Linked DNA regions of Rattus norvegicus: region 2 is linked to region 1. The links are chromatin contacts, called in public Hi-C maps. All regions are on one chromosome and are shown on one strand. Each heading gives the region's core, a stretch centred on a gene start, on an enhancer-like site or on the middle of the called end of the contact. The rest is flanking DNA. Distances are from core to core; before and after follow the strand shown. Region 1 holds the start of Zng1a (Zn regulated GTPase metalloprotein activator 1A). Region 2 overlaps Dock8 (dedicator of cytokinesis 8).

The links. Hi-C and Micro-C count contacts between places; a contact is called where the count stands out from the background.
Region 2: a contact with region 1 is called in a Hi-C map of the A7r5 cell line, with 4 times the contacts expected there. The contact joins the enhancer-like site here to the promoter of Zng1a in region 1. A contact is called at or near these places in 5 of 12 Hi-C or Micro-C datasets (the A7r5 cell line, kidney, liver and 1 more).

The regions. Positions count from the first base shown.
Region 1 is chr1:232,034,990-232,038,539 of GRCr8, reverse strand. Zng1a (Zn regulated GTPase metalloprotein activator 1A) reads left to right here and starts at 1,597. Exons shown (of 15, transcript NM_133535.2): 1 at 1,597-1,758. The coding sequence starts at 1,608. LOC102556915 (a long non-coding RNA gene) reads right to left here and starts at 1,497. Exons shown (of 4, transcript XR_010061227.1): 1 at 1,097-1,497.
Region 2 is chr1:232,142,646-232,146,195 of GRCr8, reverse strand. The region is part of intron 4 of Dock8 (dedicator of cytokinesis 8); the gene reads right to left. Among named protein-coding and RNA genes, the nearest start is that of Dock8, 69 kb to the right of the region's middle. Within about 2 kb of position 1,940, at least 14 of the 93 cell types and tissues checked have an H3K27ac peak or open chromatin away from gene starts, as enhancers often do. A contact at or near this core is called in the A7r5 cell line, where this site is marked.

The sequences.
Region 1 (3,550 bases), core at 348-2,847:
TAATTTAGTGTGCACAATTCAATGTGGATTCAGAGTTCTTCTACCATAATGATAATCAAGTTTAGAACACTTTTTACTACCCTAAAAACGAATGATGCCTACTAGCAGGGACTATTTATTAAACCCCTAGTTTGTAGGAGTCACTAACCTGTTTTCTGTATCTCTAGATTTGCCTGTCGTGGACAAACGATATTAATGGACTTGCAGAATGTATAGTCTTTATGAATGTCTTTATATTTTAGCATGCCTTTGAGATATGCTTAGGTAGCAGGTCACCAGTACTTTGTACCTGTTCCTCACCAATTAATTTTCCCAGTCTAGATATATCACAATTGGTTTGTCTATCAGTCGATGGGTGTTTGGAGTACACTGAACATCCAAAGTATATAACTGATTAAAACCTTGTTTCGTGAGTCTGGAGAGATGGCTCGGCATTTACGAGCACTAACTGGCTCACAACCATCTGTGACGGGATCTGATGCCCACACAGCAATCCTTGCTAGCCCCTCTTAAGGCCTGAAATTCAATATGGCCAAAACACATAAAAAGTTGCTCAGTCTTGTTCAAATCCAAGGAAATGCAACTGATGATCACACTGAGGTACTATTTTGTATTTAACTGGTAAAAGATTAATATCTGCTAGTACCAGCACTACACCAAGGTGATCTCTTATGTTGTTGGGAAAGTGCATGAATGTTTCAAAAGGAAACAAAACAGCAACACCTGATAACAATTGACAGGAAATTCAGTAGTGAAGCTGGAAATCCAGCAAGCCCCAAGAGATTATACATTGAATGGTAGAATGGTACTCTTTTTTTTTTTTTTTGAAATTGAGAAACAAACAATGGTCAACATTATTTATGTGCATGTGTATAAGGACAAGCCATAATAAACACATAAAGGAATGTTCAGCATTCCCAAGCAGATCCCAATTCACGATTGTAGCTAGTATGCTAGGCTGGGGGAGAAGAGGTGCAACTTAATGTTTTTAGGTTAGGGGAACTGTCAAGGAGTCCACTATAAACAAATACAAAGGAGTCCAGAGACTAATGAGAATAGTATGAATCAACAAATACAATTAATGATGTGAGTTTACCTTATATCCAAGTAAATGAGAAAGGTTACAGTTTACAGCATGACTTCATAATCACTCTTTTTCCATGTGAATGAAAAAAGGTGGACTTCATGAGAATAAAATATGTCAACTTGAGAAAGTCTGTTCTGTGGTGAAGCTGCCCAAGTCCTAACCGGTGTTGCCTCAGCCCTAACAAAAGATAGTAGCTAACTGCTGGAGCCCACTACAACTTCGAGGCATGGGAGCTCCTAGCGTCCTAACAGTCAAGTGCAGTTTGACTCGGGGGTGTGTCTCGCTCTATAGGGGGCGTGCCATTGTGCTTGGGGGCGTGTCTATCTCTGCGTAGGGGCGTGCCTCCCCGGGAAAGCGTGTCTAGCTTCCGTTGTTGCGTGGCTGGAGGGCCGGCTGTTCCTTAGAGTCATGCTAGGCGACGCGTTGTGGTGACGCCATCAGCCCCGCGCCGACCGAATCCTGTCGCGGAAGTGCGACTGGCGGCAGCTTTTTAGCTGAGGGGTGGTGTACTGCCGGCAGCATGTTACCTGCTATGAAAACCGTGGAGGCGGAAGAAGAGTACGCGGAGGATTGTCCCGAATTGGTCCCCATTGAGACCAAGCACCAAGAAAAAGAAGAAAATCTTGACTTCATCATTAAGATTCCAGTCACAATTGTCACCGGGTATTTAGGTAATTAACGGGGGGCTGCCGTGTCTCTTCAGGCACCCGGGCCTCCTGGCCGTGGACGAATCTTCGACGTAGGGGCTGGGGCCTCTCTCCTAGCATTTTCAGAGGCGGTTTTGAAACCCAGACTCACCTTTTAATTTTGTGGCCTCTTTGATAAGTTGTCTTACATTTGTGAAGCTCATCTCCCCTCAGTTTAGAATGGAAATAATAAAAATCACCCGAGTTTTCTCATCTGAAAAACAAAACAAAACAAAGCAAAACGGTCTATTGTTATTAAAGGATGCCCTGATCAAGAAAAGGAAAGGAAAACAAAGGTGCGGTCTGTACATTGTTTTACACCTTGCTTAGTGGATTGCATTTCATAGGAATCAAACTCTTCCAGCCATTAGTAATATGTATTTACTGTCCTAAACTACCCACCTCCCATTTTGAGGGCTGCTTGCAAAACACTGTAAGAGATTGACTTAGAACAAGACCTTTGTTTTGAAAACTTTCCTAAGCTGGGGTCTTGAGGACACACAGGGGATACATGAAAACACATATATTTGCGAACATGTTGCAGTTTTCTGAAGGACAGTTCATGTGCTTTTTTTCTATGCAAACGTTTACAAATATCCTTTTAAAGCATTACAGTTAACAGAGGGGAACAACAAATAAGTGACTAGAAATGTAGAAAAATAAAAATTGTGGAAAAAAATATGAATCAAGTGGTACTCTCGTTCCTGTGTGTTGCAACAAACAAACTGGATGTTGGTACACCCTTTATATACGACTAAGAAATCAAAACTGGTGGTGCCTCCACACCACCAGTTTTGTCCCTTCTAGAGTCAGACCAAGGCTATTCTAGATTTTACTTGGGCTTCATTTTTATAAAGAAATAACATTTTAGATTCAGACGCTACTCTGTAGAAGCGGAGCAAATTCCTTGTCCAAAGAGTATACTTCAGACTTGCCCCTTTGCCTTTCTACATTTTGCTTACTGATAGGTGAAAGGAACAGTATAGGTAATGGTCTGAAGCTCCTTGTTACTGACTGAATCTAGGGCACGGTTTGCATCCTTTGCCTTTTGTTTTTGTTTGTTTGGGTTTTGTTTTGTTTTGGAAATACTGGGAACCCTGTCCCACTAGCCTCCTCCATTTTCATATTTTTGCACCTATTTCTCTGGCTTCCATCCTTTGGTTTCATTTCTGTATAGTTTTTAATGTCTTACAGACATTTCCATACTTAACGTGTCCAAACACTAACATCTTCTCAAATCCTGCTCCTGAGATTCCCAACCTTCTGCAACACCAACAGTGTTTCTTCCTAACTACAGTAGTCCTGAGTCTCCTTGCTCTTTAATGTATCTTTGTGCTAGCCCTACCTTTTACTACAAAGTGTTAGTTTGATTGTTACATCCTTTAGTGGGTTCCACTTGGATCAAAATTTAGATTCCTTAGCAAGAACTCCAGGACTTCTGTGATCTGGTTCCTGCCTACCCCTTTAGCCTGTCAGATGGCCCAACACATTGAATTTACTTCTTAGGTAGTTCTTAACCTTCCTCATGCTATAGCCCTTTAATACAGTTCCTTGTGTTCTAGTTAAACACCCCACCACCACCATAAAATTATTTTGTTGCTACTTCATAACTAATTTTGCTACTGTTACAAATTATGAATATCTGATATGTAGGATGGTCTTCGGTGACCCCTGTGAAAGTCATTTGACTCCATCAAAGGGGTCAGGACACAAAGGTTGAAAACTACTGTCTTAAAAGTACTGCTTAGAATAATTCTTCCTGTAACTACTCTAGCTA
Region 2 (3,550 bases), core at 691-3,190, 110 kb before region 1:
TGTCATTTCAAAACCAACATGGACATTCCCTATTTTTCTGACTGAAAGGCTTCTTGGTAAACATGCTACAAAGTGTACACACACCTAATTTGTGTGCTTTCTGCTTTTACTGTAAAGACTGCTGTGCAGGCTGTAAAGGGACATGAATGGGTTAGAGTCTATTAGGCAGCTCAAATGGCCTATGGGTAAAGAGAGACCCATAGGAAGCCAGCAGTGATTCAAACGCCCTTTATAAGTCTCTGAAAGGGTAGGGACATTGCAGGAAGAGAGGCACACGCAGCAGGTACTGAAGGTATGGTTCACTGTATTAGTTAAGGAGGCAGGAGATGCCCCAGCACCTTGGGCTGGGAAGCCAGGGCAGGGCTTCTCTTGCTCAGAAGACAAAAAAAAAAAAAAAAAAAAAAGCTTTTGAGGAAAAGAGACAAAAAGCCTGGAGGCTCTCTGTAAGGGCAGTCTGGCAACTATTCTAAGTCTGGGTTACTATGACTGGCCAGTTTCAGTGCTACTTGGCTATTTCTGTGCCTGGCCCAATCTATTGTAATAAGGAATAAGGCTGGGCAAAAAGCAGGCTGAATGAGGCACTAACAGAGAAGAAAATGGCCATACATGAATAAGGATAAATACTTAGAAAAAAATCAAGAAAAACAACTATAATAATTTCTTACTTGGAGTTCCTAAATATCTGAAAACAAAAATGAAATGTGTGTGTGTGTGTGTGTGAGAGAGAGAGAGAGAGAGAGAGAGAGAGAGAGAGAGAGAGAGAGAGAGTGAGTATTAGTTTCAGTTGTTCTGAGTAAATGAAGAGTGAATTATAAATAATCGACATCTGGCAACTTCTTGAAAGTTATTCTCAGCCAACAAGTCTAGGGAGTCACATGGAGGGGGATAGCAGGACCTTCTTTGTGTGTAAAGGAAAAAAGAAACCCGAGGTGGGTAGCAAGGTGGCTCATAGGTAATGGTGCTTGCCACCAAGACTTATGGCTTGAGTTTGATCCCTGGAACCCAAATAAGGGAAAGAGAGAGGAACTTCCATGGTTGTCTTGTAGCCTCTGGGCACACCCTGTGAGCAGTTCCTAACCAGCTAAACTCACAAATAAATAACTGAGAAGATAAAAGTAAAGCTGAGAGTGGTCTAGTCACCATGTCTACTTGGCCACACGGTGGGTGGTCTGATATCCCAGGAAGAGGAAATAATCAAATTAAAGTAGTGGCAAATATAGGCAAATAAGAGTTGTCTTGCAATTAGACCCAAATGAGGATACACTAGGCCTGTAGTTATTAGATCTTTAATGCCCTATGTGGAGCAGAAAAAAAAAATAAAGACCAAATACGAACACCAATCCCTCTGAATCTATTCTAACTCTCCATGATGGTGTCTGCAGTTACTTTTTAGGACCCATTCTCTCCAGAGAGAACTGACTCCGAAGAAGGTTCAGTGTTATAAGCTCAAGGAAAACTTGGGTTACAGAGAAAAAAAACAGACAAACAAACAACTGGGGAAGCAGCTGAAAGACTTACGGTGTTGCTATCTTAGCAACCAGGACTACACTCTGCTAGCTTGCCTTTTCCACCATCTTATAAATTACATCTATTTCTAAGAGTGTTTACTTATGAGCAAGGACACAGACACAGACACAGACACAGACACAGACACAGACACACAGACACACACACACACACACACACACACACACACACACACACACTTCAGCCTCGGGGACTTGTTCTTTGGAAAGCAGTAAGACTGTTGTGCCCATGTTGGAGTCAGAAAACTTTTCTCCCCTTCCTCATACCCTTTGGCATCCACTTCCCCATCCTAAAAAATCTCAGAAAGTCAGTGTTCAGTGTTCTTCTTGGAAGCAGGGGTAGTGTTGGCTGGGGAGAGGTAGGGGCTGGCAAGCGCAGAGGTGACTCACTCCAGAAGTGCCAGCATGGAAGGAGTCACCACTGAGTAGGTAGTGAGACCGCTGGCTCAGTGCCTCTGGCTACAGGCATCTCAGCCTAGTCACCCCACCCTGGCAACTGACTCAGACAAAGCCAAGTTCCCATTGAGCCCATGTGAAGAAGAGACGAGGAAGATGGGGAAATAGGCAGACTGGGAGAACAACTGTCCACGTGAAATGGATACAGCCATCGTTTGCCAAACTCGGTCTTAAACACCTTTTTTACACACTCAGGAACATCCCAAAACCAAAGACTTCTTGAAAGCATTCTCTTTAGAGGCCAGAGTGTGCAGCTGGCAGGATCTGGCTGAGTGAGAGAGGCCTGAACTTAGATGCTGGCTCCTTGTGAATTACTTCGTCAAGAGAGACAGATCTGGGCAGGTGGCCTCATGTCTCTGAGCCACAGGTTCCTCGGGTGTGGAAAGGGGGGCAACCGCAGTTCACCTTAAGAGTATATTGTGAGGGTCAGAGAATAATAGTGTCCTTTTCTCTCTTGTCCCTTCTCTCTCCGTCTTCCTTTCCTTCCCATTTCTCAAACACTTCCCCCATCTTTCCCCCTCTCCCTATACAGCGAGGTTAAAACCTTAAGGTGCATTGGAAAGGGCAGCCTGGGAAAAGCGGAGCTGGAACTGGAATCCAGGATAGGGTAGGAAACGCATTGGTTGTGAGAGTGCTGCCCTTACAGAGGGGTGAACTGGAGCCCAAATGGTGCAAGGCAGATATCTGAGCCTGGGCAGCCAGGAGCGTGATCACCACTGAGCCCGAGTCTAACAAAGGAGCAATTATAAGAAGGGACACTCGACATGAGGTGTCAGGCTTGGGCTCGGTGACAAGGCCCCAAGTACCAAGGGGCATCCTGGTATTGTGTCAGTGCAAGAAGAGGCTCATCTAGGTAGGCATGGGAAGCCTGGCGTCAGAACCAGAATAGGAGGAGGAGGCTGACTGGGGTGGAGGAGAATATGGGAAATGGGTACACATAGGAGGATTAGACAACTTAGTAGAAACATGGTGGACACAGGAGCCATATTTTGCCAAATAAAGCGGTTTAAATATCAAAGGGAGAATGCGAGAGCAATTGCTGTGAAGTCAGATGGCTGTGTCAACAGGAGCTCATGGTTTCCACTCTGTTCACTGACAGGATGTGAGGAGTAACACCTCAGTAAATATGAGCACACCTAACACATGTTCATCCGCTGTTGAGTAGCACAGTCCACTAAAGCATTCGGCTTCTGAGAGCCACAGCTAATTCCAGGAGGAGGAAGGGAAAATCTAAGAGTTCCTAGAATATCTTGTGTCAGAGAGCAAGAATGTCATCAATGACTGCTGGGGACATGTAAAAAAAAAAAGATGTAAGGGTCAAAGAGAATGACTCCAATCAAACTGAAGACCATTTGAACATCAAAATAAAACAGACAGGAGTTAAATCACTCAATAAAATGGGAAATTATAGTTCAATAAAATGGGAAATTATAGATCAATATTGATAGAAATAAACTGAAGATTTGATGAGGAGTGGGATATCATAACAATTAAACCCAAAGGGAGGAGCATTCTATAAAATAGCTGGCCCATAATTTCATAAGGCAGAGAAGTAAAAAGATAGACTG